Regions from separate parts of the Hordeum vulgare genome. Here regions 1 and 3 are each linked to region 2. A link is a contact called in public Hi-C data. All regions are on one chromosome and are shown on one strand. Each heading gives the region's core, a stretch centred on a gene start, on an enhancer-like site or on the middle of the called end of the contact. The rest is flanking DNA. Distances are from core to core; before and after follow the strand shown.

Region 1 (3,795 bases), core at 129-2,628, 160 kb after region 2:
TCAATCATTTTGCTTCGTATGTAGATCCTTAGTGAAATCGCTTAAAAGACTTATATTTAGGAACGGAGGGAGTACATATGAATGTATACAGACATATTTTAGAATGTAGATTCATTCATTTTGCTTCGTATGTAGACACCTAGTAAAATCTTTTAAAAGATTTATATTTTTAAAAAAAGTATCATGCATGTCAACTAGACAACTTTAATGAGGTGTCATAGAATTAAATGAAGAAAGTAGAGTTAAGATATTATGATACCGTATCATATTAAATGATATGTTGTTTTGTGTCATGCATGGTAATAAATTAACTACTTATAATACTAGTAACATATGATATCACTAGCAAAATTAGCATGGGGCTCAATTAGCTTGAGTGATGTACTTTAAAGATTTTTTATACTCTAGAAGATGATATTACAAAGACTATTTGTCACTAGGCCTAGAGCTATATAGCCCCATTTTGCCTTAGGCTTGTTTTCGTCACTGGCCCTGTTTGGATACTCTAACTCGGTTAAAGGTTAGAGTTAGATTCTAACTCTAGACTAACTCTGAACTAACTCTAACCAAAGAGGTGTTTGGATGGAAGGGTTAGATTGTCAATAAATGCATTTTTCAATCATTTGACTCCTTTATCCAGTATTTTGTGTGGTGGAGATAGAGGAAAAAGTAACTTTTTATGGACCCCACATAACTCTAACCTAAATAAGCATATTTTGGATGAGTTAGTTCTTTTGAATGGATTAGATGCATCTAACCAACTCTAACCTTCCTGTTTGGATGTTTTAGAGTTGGTTTGGTCCAGTCTAACCAACTCTAACTCTAACTCATGGATCCAAACAAGTCCACTGTATGATATTATGCACTACGGATGTAGTATCATATACTATGAAACTTCCTGTTACAACCAACCTCACACAGCTGCCGTGATGCCTCCTATTCCCATCGTTGCAGCGAGAAACTCGTAAAACATTTTACTTAGGGTTTGTCCAGAGGCTCTGCGCTCCCAAAGCGAGTGGAGCTGTAGTTGCAGATAACGGAGCTGAGAAACTGAAGCTTGGCAGATTCTTGTATTTTTCCAGAGCTGGTGGACTTCCGAAGAGACACTTACTATAGTCCGCTGCATCCAATTTCCGTTGAACCACCTGCTTATTGATAGAAGCGAGAGCCACGTTTTCCGTACTCCAGTATTTCAGTATCCATACATTTATCGTCCTGTCCAGCCCAGTCCCGCAACAAATGAGAGAGAAACGTTTAACCGAGCAACCACCCCAACCCTCCCCGACCCCGTCCGCGTCCGGCCGTCCCTGTCACCACGACACGTACGCAGCCGAGGCGCCACCGAAGACGAGCAACCACCCTCGCTGTCACCAGGGACCCACCTGCGAGCCCCCCAGTTAAGCTCCGCCCTCGACTCGACCGCTCTCTTTCTCGCGATCTAAATATTTCCGCTCCGACGTCCGACCCCGAGGCCGAGCCACCCACCCGCCCCCCGCCCCCGCCCGCGACCATGGACATGCGGGCCCTCGGCTTGAAGGCCGCCGCCGGGCCCTCCTTCCTCGCGCCGAGGCCGCGGCGCTCCCCGCCGGCGACCTGGGCGCCCCGCCCCGCCGGGGAGATCGGCCTCGGGCCGAGGAGCGGGAGGCGGTGGCCCGGGCTGGCGGTGAGCGCGTCGGGGAAGAAGAGCAGGCACGGCCGCGACGGGGACGACCCCAAGAGCAGGCCCTCCTCTTCCGGTAAACCCCTCTACCACGAGATCCTGTGCTCTGTTCGTTTGATTCTAGTAGCGAAAAGGTGGGGGGATCTCCGCGCGGATTTTGTGCGGAGCCTGGAGGTGGACAAACCTTTCTGTCGATTCCATGCGGGTCGACGTGGTGCTGCTATGGCGGGGCTACTCTTTGCGCGATTCTGGTGCCCCCTTTCCGTGATCGTTACGGCCGGGCCATGAAACGGTTGCCGAGTTAGGAGCGTGTCGTCTTGGCGTCAGGGGTCGGTGTTAGTAACCCGTGAAACACTGAAATCGGTGGTAGAAATAGAATGGTGAAACTCTTACGGCGAGCTTCTTGCTGCGATGGTGGACAAGCTATTGTGTAGGTTGCATATAGGAAAATGGATCCTTGGGGTCTATTGCTCTGTTTGGGTATTGAATTGCTTCCGGTGCAGTCTGTGACTAAAACCTCATAGTAGCTTGTTTGCTGGAGTGGTTTGGATGCAGAAATAGTGGACTTATGGTTGTCAGATGATCTTATTTTCCCACCCAACCACGGTGCTTTTGTTTAGATGTGAATAGTTGAATCAGCATAGTAAGGTAGGCTTGATGTTTATTCAGTTGTGGGTATCAAGCACGTACAATATTACAGTGTTTATGTAAAGAGCTAGACTGGATTGATAATAAACTATCTAAAGGATGCATAGAATTGATGATTTGTCAATGCAGGAAAAGGTGATGCATCTACTCCCATTGGAGATGATGATGCCGATGCAGTAAGCCAAAGTCATGGCGAACTGAAATCCAGTGACACGATGTATGTACCTAGCAACCTGTCATATTGGCGAGATGTGAGAGCAAGCTTTGTGATTCCAAAGTCGGTAAGTCCAATCCTTTTGGACTAGTTTATTCCAACTGTCGCTCTCCATTATTTATTTATTTCAGAAAACATTTCTCCATTATCTTGTATGAACGCGGTATTTGAAAAGTAGTACATGATCTAGCTTTATAAATTCCACTCATGCTAGATATTATGTATGATCCTTTTACGTAATTATTTAGTAGTGGCTTAACTAGCATAGCCTTGACTGAATCGCTGGAAATATATTTGTTCTTCATTATATCAATTAGTTGGCATCATATAGAGAGAATGCACTTGTGTAGGTTCAGTTAGCCTGTGTGTTCACCCAACATCATACTCCGTACTTCAGAAGAGCCCCACGAGAGCTTGGAAACTTGAGAAGAGCTAAGTGTATTGGATTGTCCATATCACACATTTTGTTCGAAGTATTCTAGAGTCAACTTCTGATCCTAGTTGAATTTTTTCTTGGTTTTTCCTTTTTTTCTGGAGGACTTTGAGATTATGCTCTCAACTATGACCTACTCCAGTAAGTCCGTCCATGTTTCTCCGAATCTTCTGTAACTCCATTCCTGTTAAACTTCCTGGCAGTATAATAGAGGAGTCTAATTTCTTCACCTTTAAACACCAAAGGCTAGAGCATTTCTATGCAGTGCAACAAGATATTCGGTGTGCTATTTCTAATACAGAAGCATTGCCTTATTTACCTTTTTGCTTGTCCTGAAATTCTTCCGTTTTGTCCTAACTATACAAACAATACCAAAACTGTCCTGTCCCTGCCTGCTACTTAGTGCTGATTTAGCTGATTCAATCTCTTGTAAGCTTCCCTATAATATTTTTCCTAATTAATTCTTCATCATGTCTTAAAACCAGGAGCAAGCAGTCGATGTAAATACAATACCACAAACATCATTCGATGGACCAGTACACTGTCTTCCTCGGAAATGGGCACATTCCATATCTGCGCCAGAATCTGGATGTGTGCTGGTTGCCACGGAAGAGCTTGATGGGAACGGCACCTTCGAAAGAACCGTCATCCTCCTCCTCAAACTAGGTTCGAGAGACGCCTACGACGGCCCATTCGGCGTCATCCTGAACCGTCCGCTCTACACAAAGATGAAACACGTGAACCCATCCTTCCGCGACCAGGCGATGCCTTTTGGAGACTGCTCCCTCTTCTTCGGAGGCCCCGTCGACATGAGCATATTCCTGATGAGGACCAACGAAG
Region 2 (3,578 bases), core at 634-3,133:
TTGTTATACGATAGTACAACGATGACAGTAATACCATTGTCCTGCACTAAATTGAGAAAGGCGCAGTAGGCGTTATATTTACAAATAAGTCCAATACCTTGAATTATAGCAACAACTAGATAACAATTAGAGACTTTCACAATTAAAGAATAGGAATAAGCTGCATGGTGACCATTCTTAAATAGATATTTGTTGTCGGTATAAAAAGCATCAAATTCCAAAGTGTGAAGCCAATTACGAGACAGAGTTACGAGGGCAAAGTTATTTATGGCCACGAACTGAACAGGTTACCAGTATATTAGGGTATATGAGAAATGTATTAACAGAAGATCTGGTTTAACTTGCCCGATGGACTAATAAATGATAACATTACCAATATTTTTGGACAGGAAGAGCATCATACATCCACAAAGATATATCAGGTCATCAAATTGTCATAACAACTCATAACCATTACTAACAGTTCATCACCTAACAGATTTAGGGTAAAACAGATTAAACTAAACAGAGCTATGAGTGATAGTGACTGAATGGCTGACTGCATCATGAACAACACATTTTTTTTCCAACCAGGCTCACACCCCTTTCCATTAATTGCTCAACGGAAATACAACAGTCTAAGTCATATCCAGTTTATCATGAAAAACACATAGTATGCACATTGCTAAAGACCATATAAACAGGAAGAATCACAGTAATGCCTGAAAGAAATAAACCTTGGTTCAAGAGCCTGGTACAGTAGGGAAGAACTTGCACGAATGGGGCTAACTTCTGCCTCTCAGCAAGCAACTCAGCCAGATACCTACCAAAGGAACAAGCACATTAGGATAACACAGGTCACTCCAACTCTGTTGTTCAGATGGGAGATTAATACGATATGACAGAAAGCACAATCATGATTTGAAGCATCTAAAACAACCAGAAGGCAAACCAAAACGCTGTAAAATACTAGAACTTTGATTAGATTTATACAACAAGATCCAGCAAGACGTAAAATTGTACACACGTCTATCAACAGATGACCACCTTATTACAGACGAATTTTACATCAACAGGCCAACAGAAAAAATTTAAATCTATCAGCGAGGAGCAATCATCTAAATCCCTATCTCCACAGATCACTCCTCCGTCACAATCTCAGCACTCGAAGAAGGCCGGAACCAGGCAGGAATCTCCGCCGGCCGCATCAAATCTCGTGCTTCCCGGAAGATTCCGAAGCGGCTGGATCAAAAAAACGAAAAACGAAAAACTCGACCGGAGAAAAACAAGAACTAGGATAGCAAAGCAGGAGCCCCACCTTTCTCTCTCGGACGAGGCAGAGTACCTCATGGAATTGAGGTGGTGGTGGTGAGGCGAAGAATGGACAGGGGACTGAGAGTACTGCTGCAGGTGAGACGGCGGCGGAATCCTGTTGTCGTCCATGGCTCCCTCCCAACGGCAAAATGAACAAACTCTACAAGATTTTGGGGGAGAGAGGAGGACCAAGAAACCGAGGACCAAAAAAACCGGAGACCCGAAGCAATCAAGAAACGGAACCCAAGAAGAAGAAACAACTACTTAGCAAAGCTACGGCAGGGAGGGGCAATCCTGAGGCCCCGGAATCTAGAAGGGAGGAGGAGGGATTGGCAAGGACCGGGAGGAAGTATATATAAGGGATAGATGGGATTTTGTGTAGCGCAGAAGAGGAAGGTAATAGATGCGCAATCAATGATCGGCGAGCCCAGGCTGTGCAGCGTTGGCAGCAGCGGCGGCAGCAGCAGCAGCAGCAGCTCGTGGTTCTTGCTCCTCCTCCCTTCCCTCCACAGCACACCCGCAGAGGGGGGAGAGCAGGGGTGGGTGGGAGAAGGGGAGGGGAGGGGAGGGGAGGGGAGAGGGGAAGAGACAAACCCAAAGGAGGGCTTTGGATTCTCTCCCCCTGCCGTATTTGTCGCTGGAAATCGCAGATGATTGATCGACGCCTTCCGGGGTTTCCACCCCTGTAAATTTTCCTCCTTCAACGGTATTGGGTTTCTTTCTCTTTATCTTCGGTTGGAATTTGGAGAGGGTTTATTGTTGTGCTAGGTGCACCCAAGATAACTTTTTTTCGCATATCGCACCCAAGATAACTGGTTTGAAGGGAAAATGTACATGAGATATATAAAAATATGAATTCATCGGGTACTTTTCAAAATGAATATGGCGTGAACTTTTCAGAAAAAAAGGAGTGACATGAGTTGTTATGGCCTTATGGGATAGATGAATATGGCACAAACTTTTCTAATAAAAAAAATGCCGCGAATCGTTACGGGACAGATGAATATGGTACGGACTTTTCAATGAAAAAAGATGCGACAAGTTTTTGTCATATAAATGAATATGGCGCGAACTTTTAAATACAAATACCATGATTACCATTGATGTATTTTCACGCGCAAAAAATGTTGCCGTTAATGACACTCACTAATTTACTAGTTTGAAGGGGAAATGTACATGATATATGTGAAATATAAATTCGTACTTTTCTAAATGAATATGGCACGAAGTATTTTATTAAAAAGGGAACGCCATGAGTCCTTATGGAATGGACGAATATGGCGCGAACATTTAAAAGTGAATACATGATTACCATTGAAGTACTTTGGCGCGCAAAAAATATTGCCGTTAATGTAGATGCTCACTAATTTGCTCGTATCATTTGTAATCAATGTACACGAGTTGGAGCATACAACGTTTTTTCTTGAAAGCATATGTGTGCTGAATATCACAATTTCATCGAATGTGATCATTGCCGGCGTGCTACTGAGTAATTAGATTAAATCCACCAAATTAAACCCACCTGAACATACGTTGGGCATGTTCCTCTTTTTCTCAATGGCGGATGATATATTTTTTGAAATTTCTGGAAAGGCTTTATAATCATGCTAGGGAGACACTAAAACTTGTTAGAAAAAAAAAGCATAAGATGAGTACTATAACACAACTAGTCGTTATGAGATAGATGAATGTGACGCGAACTTTTAAATACAAATACCATGATTACCATTGATGTATTCGCGCGCAAAAATATTACCGTTAGTGTAGTCATTCAGTAATTTGCTAGTAATGTCGTTTGTAATAAATGCGTACAAATTAGAGCATACAACGTTTTTCAGAAGCATATACATGTTGGATATCACAATTTCATCCACCGTGATCATGAACCACATAACGCGGTAATTAAATTATACCGTCGGGACATATGTTGGTTCTTTTTTTCTTACTTTGTTTGATGGTCTAATGTTTTTAATTTTTTCTTACATTGCTTTTGTACTTTAAGTTGGCTAGATCATCAGCACCATAAATCAAAATCCCAAAGGATGAGCACAAGTTTCTTCCTTTGCCAGTTTTGGGTTTCCTTCTTTCCATTTTCACTTGGAGAGGGATTATTTTTAGTTTAAAATTCTGAAGAGGTTTGTTGTTGGGCTAGATAAACCCGCCATAACTTATTTGCAATAAAAGTGCTAAGATATGTAAAGATATGCAAATTCACCCAGTACCAGGAGTTACGGTATAAATGAATATGGCGCGAACTTTTTAAGAAAAAAAAGGTAAAAACCTTG
Region 3 (3,853 bases), core at 328-2,827, 180 kb after region 2:
GTATTGATTTGTCCATAAATGAGTTCCATTGTACCTGAGGTAATGATTATGAATAATTTACATTGCGTCAGAACATTTCAAGCAACGAACTATTGAATAACACAATTTGAAACCAGTGATAAATCACTGATGTGAATGCAACACTTACAAGGTTCCCTTGAACCAGTTCATAGGCCTGTAGGGAGAGAACAGAAATAATTAATCAGCATTAGGCGAGAACCATTCATCACACAATTTCCAAGCTTCAAGCTTCCTTACCAGAACTCCAGCATGCTTCTCGGCATCAGGCTGATAAGAAATCTTTGCTTCAGCCAAAGCCACCTGAGCACACCGACAAGGAGAACACGACAATGACCTTGAACTAGACATGGTCGATATCAACTGGCCACGACTACCAACAGTTTCCTAACAATACAAAACATAATATCATGACTAAAGTTCGGAACGTTGGTGTAGTTAAGAAATTAACCATTATCTAACCAGAACATTGAAATTGTATAACAGAGATTCGAATTTCAGAACGCCTGTGAAAATGCAAGAAATTGATAGTTAAATTAGCAGCTGCTGCACAAATTAACAGGCCATGCAGGTTCCATATTGTGAATATTAGTTGCTTTTACAAGTTGAATTAGCAGTTCACTACTTCACCGTATATATTGTTTGGTCACTAAGCATGCCATGGTGACGGTACGACCTGGGTACGAATCACAGCTACCAAGCAACATTACTCACTCCTACACTAAATAGGCCATGAACAATTAAAATTACACAAAAATCATAGGCAAATTTTAACATGCTCCCTCTTACCCCTTATTTTTACATGTGAGGTAAGAAGGTAAGAGTTAATCAGACCACTGATTAATGAGATCAACGGCTCAGATCTATTATATACTCTCAAAATCATATCAGTAAGGGCCATCATCAACTCGTCGAGATGGCTATGGAGTTTTCTCGGAGAATAAAAATAGCGAGTTCCATAAAAAGAGTTAGACCAACACAAGCAATTTTAAACACAGTGCCTCTGGCTCGCGATGGCACGAGTTTAGTGACCAAATGAACAATCACAAACACTACTATGAAGTAAACCGTAGATATTGATATGTCACACGGTAAGAAATGTGGCATCTATCACTTGAGGCAGAAACGCATTCCTTCAGTCGCCCTGATCGCATCTACATTGCGTCCATCGCCACTGCCGCCGTGTATCCTCACGCCCTCAAAATTGCACCAAAATCTCGCATCTAGCTCCAGTCAGCCAACGAGAGGCGACAGTGCGAGTACCCGTAGCTCCACGGCGCACCAGCCCCTGGGACTACGAACTGCTCCGAGTAACCTAATTGAGGACGAATCGATCACCGAAACCAGCTGGAGAACAGTACCTGGCGGGGGCGGAGGCCCGACGCGCGAGCCCTGGCCCCCTGCCGCGGCGGCGCGAGGACCGGTGCGAGTGGAGCCCTCCTCAGCTCCGCGGAGAGGGCGCGCGGCGGCGGTGCGCCGGCCGCCGCCATCAGATCACCGGCGAGTAGTGGGGGTGGGAGCACCGAGGGGGCGAATTGTTGGTGTGTCCGTGGGCTTGCCGCGTCACCACAACAAACGAATTAATCGTTTTTGTTTATTCGGCGAGGGCGAAGAAAAAGCTAGAGGCGGAGAACCCAAGGAGCGGGAGAGAGGCTGGCGTGTGGGGTAGCACGACACGTGGCTGTCCCTTCCCCCGCTGACTGGTGGGACGCAAGGGCAGTGTGTGTGGTTTGAGGAACATGGGCCGGTTACTTGTATAGATTCTGTTCAGCAGGCCGTCACGGGCCATGCTAGGCCTAGCACCTGTCACCGGCTTCTTTCCAAGTTGAACCGCTGGATTGTCTAAAAGAAAAAGGATGAACTGCTGCTTCTTCTCTGAAAAAAAAAAACCGAAAAAACTAAGGGCGCTGCTACGCGTCCTCCGGTCGAGGTGTAGATATTATCCGTCCCCTCGACGGCTGTTGGATGCAAGAGCTGATAGTCGTTCGATCTAGTGTTCGTGTCCTACATGTCCGCTCTGTTACAGACTATACAGAAACAAGACACTCTTTCCTCGACCCCGACAGAGTTGTGCCCCGTGCGGCGCCACCGTCAACCAACTGCAAAATCACCCGCCGCCGGCGTGCAGGACCTAAACTGAAGTTTCTACAACACTATGACGCACCATATCGCGCGTCAGATGGTTGGATCTGACGCAAATCGAGCTCATCGAGGGGCCCTGCTTTGAGAATAGGCGCGACCATCGTTCTCAGCTCCGAACGCCGGGGAATGGGTTCCATCGCATGTTGGAGTTTCCTCTTGGTTCACAAAACCCCCGGTGGTGTTCCCTAAAATTACTTCGAGCATATCGCACCATTACATTATCAGTGCAACACTCCCCGTGTTTCACAAACATACACGAGTAATATTGTAGAAACTTTTTGTAACACATGTCAAGTTGTGGAATTTTTTACAATATAGGTTAAGCCGTAGTTTTTTTAACAAAGGTTTTGTTACAATTTTTTTCTTTCAACACAGGTCTTGTCGTAGAAAATTTTCGCGACAAAAGTCTTTTGCATATTTATTACAGAAGTATAAATATTTTTACAACAACGATTTTATTGCAGAATTATTCTACAACAAAGCTGTTGTTGCTGAACTGTTCTACAACTGAGTTATTGTTGCACAAAATTATAGAGGTGTTCTCATAAAAGACGTCCGTGCGAGTCAAAGCTCCGCAGCTATCTTAGATGGTCTTGTACAGAGCATGATGGAGACATAAGACTACATGGACACGTGATAGAAGATGAATGTAGTGGACTTTGGGAGCAATCCGAAAGTGGATACTAATCATTTCTCAAAAACTAAACCCATGGTTTTTCCAATATTCCTGTAGCTATATGTATATATATACACACTATAAAAAAAGCGAAGTAGGTAGCTTCGGTTGTAAGACGGCGTTGGAACTTGAAAGAATTTGTGTGTATACCAGGAATCTTTTGTATTAAATGGACCCTCAAAAATGTATTCGCCATTTTTAGATAGACAGGCTGGTTTTTTTGCGGGGTAAAAGGGATTTGTATTATTCAAGAGCCAAAAAGATCCTATCTATACAAGTTAGGGATATTGTCCGGGCTAGAGCGGAGCTAGACCACAATGCGGCCCTCTATTCTTCCTTTGAGATAGACGTATTTTCATAGACACATTTTTATTTGGAATAGTTGTGTAAACGTACGCTACGAACGATTTATCACACTCGATCGTTGGGAGCCCATACGAGATGGAAAAGTAAGCCACAACCGCCATATCAAAACTCGAACCACATGATGTCCACTAGCTAGTCCGGAGAAACAAGTCATGTGTCGCCTCTCCCTTCCCCACGGCGACTCGAGTGCTAACCCTAGCCACCCCCGAACTCCATCCCCACCACTCCCAGTCGGCGAGAAAGCCTGCGTGGTGTCGACGGCGGCGTGCCTCTCGGTTTCACCCTCTCGTGCAGCTCGGCGGGGAGGGGCAGTCGTCTACAAGGGATGTTGGGGACGGCACGAAGAGTTGAAAGAGGCGCAAGGTCGGGCACAACGAGTTGGCGTCGAAGGAGGCGACGGGCGCGGCGCACGGGGGCGCTAGTCTACACGGGCTACAACATGGCGCGATGGCTAGAGCCCCGGAGCTGCGTGCACATGGTGCTCGGGTGTCGTCCCCTCACGGATCTGCGGTGTGCTTGTCGTGGGAGGCGCGCATGAAGCTTCGGGAAACACAGATCTGGCGCGTCGGAGGCGTGCTGGGCGGAGGGCTCGAGGTAGCGCAGATCTAGCACGGGGCGGCACGTGGTGAACGCGGCGAGTTCGTGAGCGCG

What was found. Hi-C and Micro-C count contacts between places; a contact is called where the count stands out from the background.
Region 1: a contact with region 2 is called in a Hi-C map of leaf, with 5 times the contacts expected there. The contact joins the promoter of LOC123445105 here to the promoter of LOC123445104 in region 2. A contact is called at or near these places in 4 of 6 Hi-C or Micro-C datasets (leaf and an unstated tissue) and 1 of 1 datasets of contacts at active chromatin or transcription factors (embryo).
Region 3: a contact with region 2 is called in a Hi-C map of seedling, with 3 times the contacts expected there. The contact joins the promoter of LOC123445107 here to the promoter of LOC123445104 in region 2. A contact is called at or near these places in 3 of 6 Hi-C or Micro-C datasets (leaf and seedling).

The regions. Positions count from the first base shown.
Region 1 is chr3H:563,138,453-563,142,247 of MorexV3_pseudomolecules_assembly, forward strand. It overlaps LOC123445105, which reads left to right and starts at 1,379. Exons shown (of 3, transcript XM_045122037.1): 1 at 1,379-1,736; 2 at 2,438-2,589; 3 at 3,441-3,795. The coding sequence starts at 1,511.
Region 2 is chr3H:562,978,410-562,981,987 of MorexV3_pseudomolecules_assembly, forward strand. LOC123445104 (KH domain-containing protein At1g09660/At1g09670-like) reads right to left here and starts at 1,884. Exons shown (of 7, transcript XM_045122036.1): 1 at 1,298-1,884; 2 at 717-802. The coding sequence starts at 1,422.
Region 3 is chr3H:563,163,126-563,166,978 of MorexV3_pseudomolecules_assembly, forward strand. LOC123445107 (abhydrolase domain-containing protein C22H12.03) reads right to left here and starts at 1,578. Exons shown (of 13, transcript XM_045122038.1): 1 at 1,380-1,578; 2 at 259-405; 3 at 149-175; 4 at 1-34. The coding sequence starts at 1,508.